Linked DNA regions of Mus musculus: region 1 is linked to region 2. A link is a contact called in public Micro-C data. All regions are on one chromosome and are shown on one strand. Each heading gives the region's core, a stretch centred on a gene start, on an enhancer-like site or on the middle of the called end of the contact. The rest is flanking DNA. Distances are from core to core; before and after follow the strand shown.

Region 1 (5,838 bases), core at 2,332-4,831, 400 kb before region 2:
TCTGCTGCTGTGTGTCCTCTAGCTATGTGCTGAACAGCTCTGGGCCTTGAGCTAGCAGCTACGATAGTCCCTAGTGTTCCTTCCATTAGGTGGAGCCTGCTACTGGGAGTAACGTTATAAAATCACACTCTACATGGGGGTGGGTCAGGACAGAGAACACCAGGCTCCAACTATGAGATCTGAGGCTCTGAATGGAATCAAAGTAGAAGACAGCCCATCTCTTCAGGTTCAGCATGGCCTCTACCACAGACCCAGCCTCTCTGGAGCAGCTGACTTGGGTCTGGAGAGTCCATATTCTCTATACACAACCCCACCAAGGAGCTGGGAAGAGCCGGGTGGTGGTGGCGCATGCCTTTAATCCCAGCACTCGGGAGGCAGAAGCAGGTGGATTTCTGAGTTCGAGGCCAGCCTGGTCTACAGAGTGAGTTCCAGGACAGCCAGGGCTACACAGAGAAACCCTGTCTTGAAAAACAAAAAGGAGCTGGGAAGAACCAAGGTACTCCTTGCTAGTTTGCTGGCCCTGCCTCTGCAGGATCTCCAGGGGCTTGGGAAACAGCTAACCAGGTCCCTCTTCTGCCCTGGGACCTGGCAGCCTGGGCACGCAGGGTGTGGAGGCACCAAGTTGTTTTGTTTTACCGTTCTTCCAAAAGCTCTTATCCCTGTGAGTCCAGAGCCTGCCTGGCCCCTGACCTATGGAATTGGGGGGCCCAAATAGAAAGCAGGAGGCCTGGCTCTAACAGCAGAGACTTTAATGATTGATGCCGATGCTGCATTCCCCCAACCCTGCCCCCCACTCTGTTGATGGAGTAGTGGAACACAGCGCCTGGATCCCCCCACAACCCCCTTCCCCTTCTGCCCAAGGACCTGAGCAGCACTTCCGCCTCCTGTCACAGGAACTTGGGAAGCAGTCAGCCCAGGAAGCTGCTGTGTTTCCTTCCTTTCCCACCAGGCTCTCTAGATACTTCAATAACTTGGATGGTGGGGTCCAAGCTTCTTGGGATATGAAAAGGAAACCCCGGAAGGCAGGAGCCCTAGCTTGGGTGACCTGGGTATTCCTGAGCCCAGCTCACTATGCACAAACCCCTCTAGTCCCTAGAGTCTGGCACAACTCCACCTAGGGAAAGATGGAGGGTCCTCTAATCCCAGGGGCTAAGGGAACAAACAGACCTTCTCCACACCCAGGGGGAATGAAGAACAAGGACCAGGACTCCTCCCTTCTGGCCCCTCAAGCTCCTCCATCTTTCCTTTGGAGACTGGGACCTGCTCCTGGTGGCTCTAGGGAAGAGAGAGGGTTGGTCCCTGGTCCTGAAGTCAGAGGTAGATGGTAGGACTGACTGCCTCCGTGAACAGTCGCCTTGTGTTTGTGAGCCTGTGGTAAAACTAGGGATGAACAGGACACCCCTTTCTCCCTACACCACCAGACCCACCCCTTCTTCACGAAACAGCACATATGTCCTCTCACGAGGCAGCCTCTCCATGGCCAGGCCTGCTTTCCAGAAAGCTCCCAACAGCTATTCCCCTAAAAGAGTCAGAAGCAGACAGAAACCTGGTCCAGGGGATTTGTCTGGGAATTCTGTTACAGTCCCTTTTCTATGTAGTGGGGAGGCTGGGGCGGGGGGGTGGTAGGGGTAGGAGGGGGATGTTGGCCGTTTACCCTACAGATCCGACAGTTTCCACTCTGAGAGTTAGGTATGAAAGCAAGGGTCCAGCTCTCTGTGCCTGTGACCCAGGGTAGATGACTCAAGCACTGTGAGCCTCAGGCCCCGCCACTGTGAATCAGGCTGCTAGGGGAGAGGAATGGGGAGAATACCTGAAAAGTGGAGCCCCAGAGGCTATCCCAGGAAGTGGCATCTGCGTGCCACCTTGAACATGTCGAGACATGAGACTCCAAACCCTGAGGGACAGACCTAGAGTCCTGGCACCTCTAAGCATAAAGGCGATGTCGGAAAACCTTGCCTGGGGTCTCACTGCACCCTGTCCGTGCAGGAGGCTTCGTGAAATTGCTCTAGGATTCCCTGCCTCCATGAGCTCTGGGGACTGAGGAACCCTTGCTCTGTTTAGTAATCCTGGCCTGGTACTCTGGGCACTTAGATCCAAATGCCTTCCCTGTGAGCTGCTGTCCCCTAGGGCTTAGGCTGGGCCAGCCTTACAGAGGCTCAGGTTTCAGAGCTGAGCTCCTTTGAAGAGCAGGAGCGATAGCCCCATCACCTGGAATCATCTAGAACACCCAACCCTCTGAGTCCCATGCCACTAGTGGGAGCTGTGTTACCTGTTGCAGCCCCACCCAAAGCCCCTGCTATAGGTCAAGCAGGAATCACCCTGCCATCCCCAGCCTGGGGCCTGGAGTACCAGATCCAGGAAACTAGCATCCCTTAGCTATAGAGATAGCCACACATCAGCCCATTCCTCAGATGTGTATCTGGGGCTCAGACATCATCTCCCGATCTCCGACAAGGGCAGGATTTCCTTACCGTCTGATGGGGTCTCTGCTGGTATCCTCAGCCCCTAGTCTCCAGCCTTCAGGCATGCCGGGCCTATTGAGATGGGAGAACTTGGTACCGGGGTCCTGTGCCCAGGACCCTAGCAGTCCCCAGCTCAGGTACACCCCAAAGCCCAGCAGCAGTGTCGGGATCATGGTGAGGGGCTCCTGTGCTGATGCTCAGCCTTACAAGTGACTCTCAAATTTGCTGGTGATGTGGTCTTCAAGCGAAATGTCAGAAAGAAAAGAAAACACGAGGACAACAAAGGGAGGAAGTGGCCTGGTCCGGCCCACCCGGCAAGTCTCATCCGCCCCCGCCCCCGCCCCTTCCAGCCTGGCCCCCTTGGAGGCCTCCAACCACTCAGGTCAATTCCTGTGTCCTGAGGGCACTTGAATCAGGGACACGGGATTTGGTAGACACATAAAGGTGGCCCCATTAAACTTATTTCTCCAGGACTCTGTCGTGGGCCTGGAGGAGATCTGGTGCCACCCATACTGTTGGCCAGGAAGTGGGGAACGGGCACATCACACCTGCTCGGCACCTTGGGCTATGGGAACTAGCAGGTGGGTGGGAACTCAGAGAAGGAAAGGGACTATGCTAGAATCACACAGCGGGCAGCCCAGTCTAGGGCATGGGGAGCAGCTTTGGGTGTTTCTGGCCTCAGCCTTCCAACAGGTTTGGCTAGAGCTCCAGGCTCAAGAGCATCCAGGATACAGTGGGGAACTGGATAACAGGGCAGCCTGCAGGTTGGCCATTCATTGGATTGGCCCTGACCCCGGCCCAGCCTGGGACACTGAGGCATCATCAGTCAAGGCACTTTTCTTCTGCATATAAGAGCCAGGGCACGAGACCACCAGGGCTTTCCAAGGATGAATGAGGTGTAATGATAGATTAGGATATGTCCAGCCTCCAACACGCTCTCCCTCCCCCAGGGCCAACAAGAGTCAGCAGGGCAGAATAGAGCCAGTAGGGGCCCGGGCCCTGCTCGCTGGTATCCCCGTGAGGCATGCCTTCTCTCTGGCCCGCCCTCCCTGCCCCCACCCTGGCCCGGGCTGGCTGGGCTCCAGCCAGCAGCCACAGCATCAATATTTCATCTGCGTCAATAAGAGGCAGTAGCAGCAGAGACAGCGGCTGCGGCAGCACTCCAGTCCATAGCTTGCAGCAGCCAGGTTCCATCCTTGCAAACACCATGGACGTCTTCAAGAAAGGCTTCTCCATTGCCAAGGAAGGTGTTGTGGGTGCTGTAGAAAAGACCAAGCAGGGAGTAACGGAGGCAGCTGAGAAGACCAAGGAGGGGGTTATGTATGTGGGTGAGTGTGGTAGGTGGGGCGGGGCGGGGCGGGGCAGGGTGGAGGGGTCCCTAATGGAGGGCAGATGCCTCCCTCTGCAGATTCCCCCAGCTTCTAGAAAGCGTTTTGAGATGAAATTCTGATTGTTGAGGCAGGGTCGCACACCCTGGAGAATATGGTAGTATCTAATTGTCTTTGATACTCTGGGGGAAGGGACTCTGAGTGGGACAGGACCGGAGTGCCACACCTACGTGTGGGCACTCAAAAGCATGCACACACATGCCTGGAGTCTCCTAACCTGGAGACCCTGAGGTAATGATCTGCTCAGGTGGACCCCGCTTTCTCCAATGGGAGTTGCTGCATCTGAGCCAGGCCACTCCTGGCTTAGAGGGGAAGGGTAGTCTGTGAAAATGGGTCCCATTTAGTGTTCAACCCACCCCCAGCATTCTGGGCTCTTTCTAAAGAGGGGACAGGGGTGGCTAATCCTGTGACTCAGCTTTCTCTGCCCTGTTCAGCTGCTGCTTCTGAGGCCGGGGCCACGCCCATGCAAGGGCCATAGCCCTACCAGTAACAGTACCTCAGGCCTGGTCTATTTTGTCCCCTCTTCCTGTCCTGTCTCCTTCCCGTCTGTCCTCTGTCCTTCAGACACAGCAGGAAATGGCCTTTTGAAGGGGCTACTGTCCCCAGACGCCATCCTCATCCCCTCCTGGCCCCCACATTGTGTCCAGCTGTTTGCCCTGACCGCTTGTACACCTCTTCCTCCAATAGGCACCAAAACCAAGGAGAACGTGGTACAAAGTGTCACCTCAGGTAAGATGACCCAGAACTGGGGACCCCACAAATCCTGCCCTATATCCAGGGTCCATACCTGAAGTCCTCTTTGTACCAACTGGAGCCCTAAGCCCTTGGTGACCCAAACCACTACATGCCCTGAAGATAGACCATCACATTGTTCTGCCCTAGAGTCAGACAAAGGGATCGAAGTAACTAGAAGTCAGGCATCAGGCATCTGGGCTCTGGGAAGGGGTTGCTCTCCTCAGCTTGGGTAGGCAGCAGTGGAGGGGGCCAGGGCTGAGTCCAACCAGAATCCTCTGCAGTGGCTGAGAAGACCAAGGAGCAGGCCAATGCCGTGAGTGAAGCTGTGGTCAGCAGCGTCAACACAGTGGCCAACAAGACCGTGGAGGAGGCTGAAAACATCGTGGTCACCACCGGGGTGGTGCGCAAGGTAAGCCTGGTTCATGTCCTTTTTCTAGGCTCCCCAGCAATAGGAGGCAATTCTGCCCTCGTGAACACACGGGTAAATAGCACTAGACACTGCTTAACTTTACAGACAGTACCCACTGTGTGCTGGGGCGACTTGGTATCTCTGTACCTGTTCATATCAGGAATCCCCATCACACTCCAAGAGTGGGGACTTGGGATTCATTTTATGCACAAGGAAAGCGACATGCAGACCATGGCCAGCCCCATCCCCTTGGCATGCAGGAAATACATATCACAAGGGCAGTGTATGGTGACAGGCTAAAGCTGAAAGCCACCACCAGAGCTACCTTTTATCTTTTATCCAACCCTCCCTCATCCCAGGGTCTAGCTTCCACCTCCCAAGGAAGCAGTAATGGCAACACTGCCCACTTGTGGTGGGCAAGTGGCAGGGCTCCGACTCCACCCTCTGCTGAGGTCTTTGTGTGAACATGTGGGTTGTATGTGCATTATTGGTAGGGTAGAGATGTGTGTGAACGCATATGCGTGGAATGCATGTGTGAATGGATGCGCATGTGTATGTACGCATGTGGCAGGCAGTGGATAAAACAGGGGCATCAGGCTCTCTGGGGATAGATGCCAGAAGTAGGAGCTGTCTCCGCACTTGCCAAAGAGTAAGCTCTGCTTTAAGTCTTTTACACTTACTAACCTATTTAATGGGGCCCCAAATTCCACCAAACCAGATATGGAAGGAAGGGCCTAGAGAGATTAGGTGATATGATGCACCACGGTCACATGGCTGGTCTCTGCCAGCACGTAGGTTCCGTGAGTGGCCAGTTTCTGAGCTACACCCTTGAAAGACTGAGTAT
Region 2 (5,166 bases), core at 2,466-4,965:
GATCTAATTGTTCTTGTACTAATTCTTTAGCTGCTTTTAACTTCTCAGAGGGTAAAGGCCATTGAGGCACCTACACCGTGTCCTCCGTATGCTACGGGATGGGCAAAGGCTCTTCAGTGGCCCCTAGAAAAAACCCAGCCCTTTCTTGTCTGCCTTTACAGTGGCTTTAACTGGTGAAATTCTACCTTGCAAATTTTTTCCAAGACCTAGTCCAGGTATATATCCCATTCCTTTCATCATTTCCTTGCTTTTCTGAGAGTAATCATTAGTCAATACAAAGTTCATAGCTGATAACACGTCTCTCCCCCATAAGTTTACAGGTAAAGGGAGTACATAAGGTTGAAAAAGCCCTGTCCTTCCTTCTTTATCTTTCCATTGTAAGGATTTTGCACTTATAGTTGGGGTAGCCTCATATCCTAATCCTTGTAAGCTATGTGATGATTGATTAATAGGCCAAGAAGCAGGCCACCACTTACTAGATATAATGCTTTTATCTGCTCCTGTATCCATTATACCTTGAAAGGTTTTTCCTTCTATTTGTAAAGATATGTACTTTATTTTCAAACATACTCTTTCTACCCTTTGTACATTGCTTTTGCATATTACCTGTTTTCTTATGTTGTTTAGAATAACTCCAACCTTGGGTTTCCAATTTTAAGCTAACTTTCTGTTACAAGCAAAAGGCTGCCTGCCCCTTTAAAAGCTCCATTTGCAATCAGCCTTCAGCAGGGCTTTTTCAGCTGTACTTGACTCCCAGCCACTGTGCAGCTAACTTGTCAATTTTTGCTGTGCAGACTGAGACTGCTTTTTTATTTTTCATCATGAAACACAGGACAACAATCATTCAATCATCCAAGCAAAAACAAACACGAGTTGACAGACATATAGACAATTTGGTGCACCAAAAAACAGAAAATAGAACACAGATATCCTATTCGAAGCTAAAAATATTTCCATAGGAGCCAGAGAGGAAGCAGGACGTCTCCCGTTTTCTGTCTGTCCCTAGGAGGGCTCTGAAATAGCTTATTTTCATTTTTTCTCCTTCTTCTAGGAATTCTGCACAGTGGCTGCTTCTAATAGTTACTCCTCTTTCCCTGAGAGCTATCTTTAAGCCTTTGATGAAGGCTGCCTCTTTAGTCAAAGTCCTCGAGAGGAGGGTAAATTGACTTAATTTTTTGCTCTTCATTTTTTATATTATCCTTTATATCTTTATATTATCCTTTGTATCTTTATATTTTATATTATCCTTTGTATCTTTATATTTTAGCTTCCTTTCTTTTTCTCTTTTTATATTTCTTAAGTTACTTATTTTTCTGCGCGCGTCTTCTTTTTTCTTTCTCTCTGTTTCTGATATGCCTTCCTGGTACTCCTACAAAGTCGCTGCCCTTCCTTAACAGCTGGTCCCACACAAACCCAGCAACAACTACCAGACCCACTGCGTAAGAAAGCATACCTCTCAGAGACTTACCTTAATTTCTTTATACTTACTGGTACCACCGTTCCTCAGCTGGAGTTCTGAATCCACGCAGTTGAATCCTTCTCAGCAGTCTGTTTTGCAGGAACCTTTATTAACACCGCTCCCCAGCTGAAGAGTTCTGAATCCACGCCGGATCCTTCTCAGCAGTCTGTTTTACGGGAACCTTTATTAACCGCTCCTTCCCCGCGATGCAGTTCTGAATCCTCCCTGTAGCAGGGGGTCTTCGCTCGTGCCTGAAGATGTTTCTTGTCCCGGGTTTTCGGCACCACTTCTTGCGCGCGCTCGACTCGACCAGCAAGAACGACGCTGCAACAGGATCCTTCTGCACACGTTTATTGGGAGAGCTTGATTGCAGAGGCGAAAAGACTTTTTGCCCAGAGCTGGTGCTGCTTTTATAGGCCTAGGAGAGGCGTGTCTCATACCCTGATTGGTTATGCACTAAGCCTCATTTGCATGTTCCTCATCTGATTGGCTACTCTCTCTCAGTACCTCACTGAGCCTCATTATCATACCTCATTTGCATGTCTCACATCCGATTGGTTATACTCTCAGTACCTTACAGAACCTCATTATCATGCCTGGGCCAGGCAGTGTTTTTGCAAAAAACTTTACTGCATATGTACACATTGGTTGTTTGTCCAATCTTATGCATGGTGGCCAGCAGTAGTCAGTGCCACTCAGCAATGGCACATGTGGCTTCCCACACTTGGAGCTCACAGCCATTCTCTGGAAGATTTGGCCCAATAACACTGTCAGTTCCAAAGGCTTGTAATCCACCTCCAACCTGTGCTAGCCATCAATGAGTCAAGACCTGTTCAGGCCTCTCAGATGTCTGACCAAGCTAAGCAAAGGGTGGAATTCTCTTGTAGAGCACAGATTGTTGGTCTGGCTTGAGAGCTCAAGCCTAGAACCATCGCTTCCAAGGAGAAGGATAAGACACAGTGAACCAAGCATACCAGAAGAAGCCAGACCTGAGAGCCCAGGATGTTTTGAGGATGCTGGTGGAGGTGCTTGAAGGCCAGCCAGGACTTTCTTAACCTTCTGCTGGTTGTGCCTCTGCAGTGGCAGGAGGAATCCAGGCCCCTCTTTCAGATCTAGTCCTCATTCTCTCCCTTGACAGTCAGGAAGGGCCCAAGGGTCAACACAGCCTATCCAGGTCTGCACCAAGACAGATTGTACTCCTGATGAGAGAGACCACAACCATGGTGCCTCTTCACAACACTAGAACACTGACTAAGACACATGATTCCAAGGGATATCCAGGTCCAGCATTACCCACCGCCCATTCACTTTGGTAAGGGATCCCCAACCTGGGTAAAGGCTCCGAAGAGTCCTCTGTTTACCTCCGTGCATACTCAGAATCCCTTTTGACCTGGGAACAATTGTGTAAGTGAATGACTGAGAGAAGGAACTGGGGACTTGGGTGGGTTTTCCTTTGCCAACCATGTCAAGCTGTTTAGCAACCCAGGTTTAAACATCAGGACCCACAAAGGAGTCCTGCAACCACACCAAGCACCACCCCGATCCTCATCCCCGAAACTCACAACAGTGGAAACTCCTGGTCCTGCAGGACATGGCCTTATGGATATCCATTCTCAGCCACCTGATTCAAAGGGACCCTTCCTGCCTCATTTCACCCTTTCTTTCAGGAAAGTTACCTAAAAGACCCTTGGAGATTGTTGGCAGCCCAGGGCCTCTCTGCCACCCACGACTTGGAAAGGTGGGGAGACTTGGAAAGGTGGGGAGACTTGGAAAGGTGGGGAGACAATGGGTGCTTCAGTGAAGGCCAAGAGCCGCTGCGCAGGCGGCTATTCTAGCGGTTAGAGGAAAATGAGTTGAGAGCAGACAGGGGTTCTTGGCCATTTCAAGCAGGAACTTCTCGTGTGCCACCAAGCCTTCATCGCTGCTCTCACTTTGGCCGGGAGGGTTCAAGACCCTAGAGGTTGGAGTGCACTGTGCAACCGCTTAGAGGTGACAGAATCGCCTCTAAACACAGCAGTACTGACTGAGACTGGAGCTCCTGGCTGTCTGTCAAGCTCCGAAGCCAGAGTCGAGGAGGGAGGGGGTCTGCGGAGTGAGCTCTGATTTCTGCAAAGTTGCTACAGTCTATGGTCTCTGGTGCCTCCGCCCGGAGGAGCCAGGGGTGAGGACCCTCTACGGGCTTGAAGGTCCCGCCCTCGAGGCGGGGCCTGGAATCCCGCGGGCTCCGCAGCCAAGTTCAACAACACGCACGCTGAAGGACCCGCAGCTGGTACACTCAACCTGCCTTGCTGATGCTGCGAGAGAGCCCAGGTGAGATGCGCCCCGCGGTCCTACGGGACAGACTCACCGGACAGACTCACCGGGAGAGGACAGCAGAATGCCTCTCCTTCCCTTGGCCTCTTCCCGGGAAAGAATTCTGAAGTCCCGCTGTAGCTGTAGCGTTGCAGGGCCGGATTTCCCTCCCCTCTGTCTCCAGCTCCTATATCTTTTCTCCAGTTCACTATCTGGGACTCATCTTCTGTCTTTTTCATCTTGTCTCTTCCTCTGTCTCTCTCCCTCACCTTTTATTTCCTTGTAGGTTTAATTTTTATGGGCGACTCCTTGCAGTCCTGCTTTCTTTCCTTAAGGAAAAATCTTCCCTTTTCCTTCCTGTTGTGCCCCCTCTCACACCGCACACAATTCTGTTTTTTTTTTCTTCCTCCTAGGCTGTGTGTGTGCTGTATTTCTTGATTTCATATCTCCATGCATGCATCCTATTATTCTCTATTATTCTCAACAGGGTTTGTGCTGACTAGTAAGAACCACAACCCAATCTCAGATGTGTTCTCCAGTAGATATTCACAAACATCTGGAAATGTAACGCAATGCCTGTTATGGGAAAAGCCATAAACGATCAAACTGTGTATCTCTGAGTTTTCGGGGTTAGCAGAAAGAAAACGCCTGGTTTTGATAGGATAGTGTGTTCCTTTCTTGACATCATTTTCTCCCCTAATAGGCACAGACAGCACACCAGGAGAGCCGGTCCTTGCAGCAGCATTTAGGGGACAGCTCCAACCATGCGTGCCTTCCGGGCAAGCTGTGCCTGTCAGGTTCTGGGGCGTAGAGGGGGTGGTGTTCAGGGCTGGGTTGTAGGAAGACAATGGGAGCCCAGGACTGTGTATGTTTTTGTCTATTATGTAGAAGGATAATTGTGAAAATATTTCATGTCACTCTCAAAGATTACCTTAGATACATTTTTAAAAGGAGAAGAAATCTAGGAAAGCCAGTCTGCTTAAATTGCCAGGGAGCCAAGTCAACATGTAGACAGGAGCAATTTTTGATGCTTTGTTAAATATTTAGTCTTGGCAAAGATACAATTCCATGTTTAATGATATTTATGATATGTCTTTATGTTCAAAAGAACATACAAAGCATACACCAGATTGCTTGTTTTCAAGGGTGTTAATTACCAATTCAAGTTTGCAGCCTTGACTTTTTAGAAACAGTTTAAATTGACCTTGTAGTTTATTGTGTCATTTTATGAGAATTCAGCCAGTTTAACTTTTTATTGATGCAGAAAAGGAAGCTTGGCCTTAAGCAAGCCACACAAAACTGATGAGCAGAAGTGGAATTAGGTCGGTGAGGGTTGTGGTGTGGTCAGTAGAAGAGCTTTTGATGCTATACTGAAGGATTATCGATAATTGATAAGCATGTACTGGAAGCTTTGA

What was found. Hi-C and Micro-C count contacts between places; a contact is called where the count stands out from the background.
Region 1: a contact with region 2 is called in a Micro-C map of embryonic stem cells, with 2.0 times the contacts expected there. The contact joins the promoter of Sncg here to the promoter of Zfp488 in region 2. A contact is called at or near these places in 2 of 39 promoter capture datasets (hippocampal neurons and stem cell-derived epiblast-like cells) and 2 of 484 Hi-C or Micro-C datasets (embryonic stem cells and nephron progenitors).

Annotation. Positions count from the first base shown.
Region 1 is chr14:34,372,412-34,378,249 of GRCm38.p6, reverse strand. Sncg (synuclein, gamma) reads left to right here and starts at 3,581. Exons shown (of 5, transcript NM_011430.3): 1 at 3,581-3,790; 2 at 4,538-4,579; 3 at 4,867-4,994. The coding sequence starts at 3,670. It overlaps Mmrn2 (multimerin 2), which reads right to left and starts at 2,746. Exons shown (of 7, transcript NM_153127.3): 1 at 2,472-2,746. The coding sequence starts at 2,635.
Region 2 is chr14:33,977,313-33,982,478 of GRCm38.p6, reverse strand. It overlaps Zfp488 (zinc finger protein 488), which reads left to right and starts at 3,715. Exons shown (of 2, transcript NM_001013777.2): 1 at 3,715-3,769.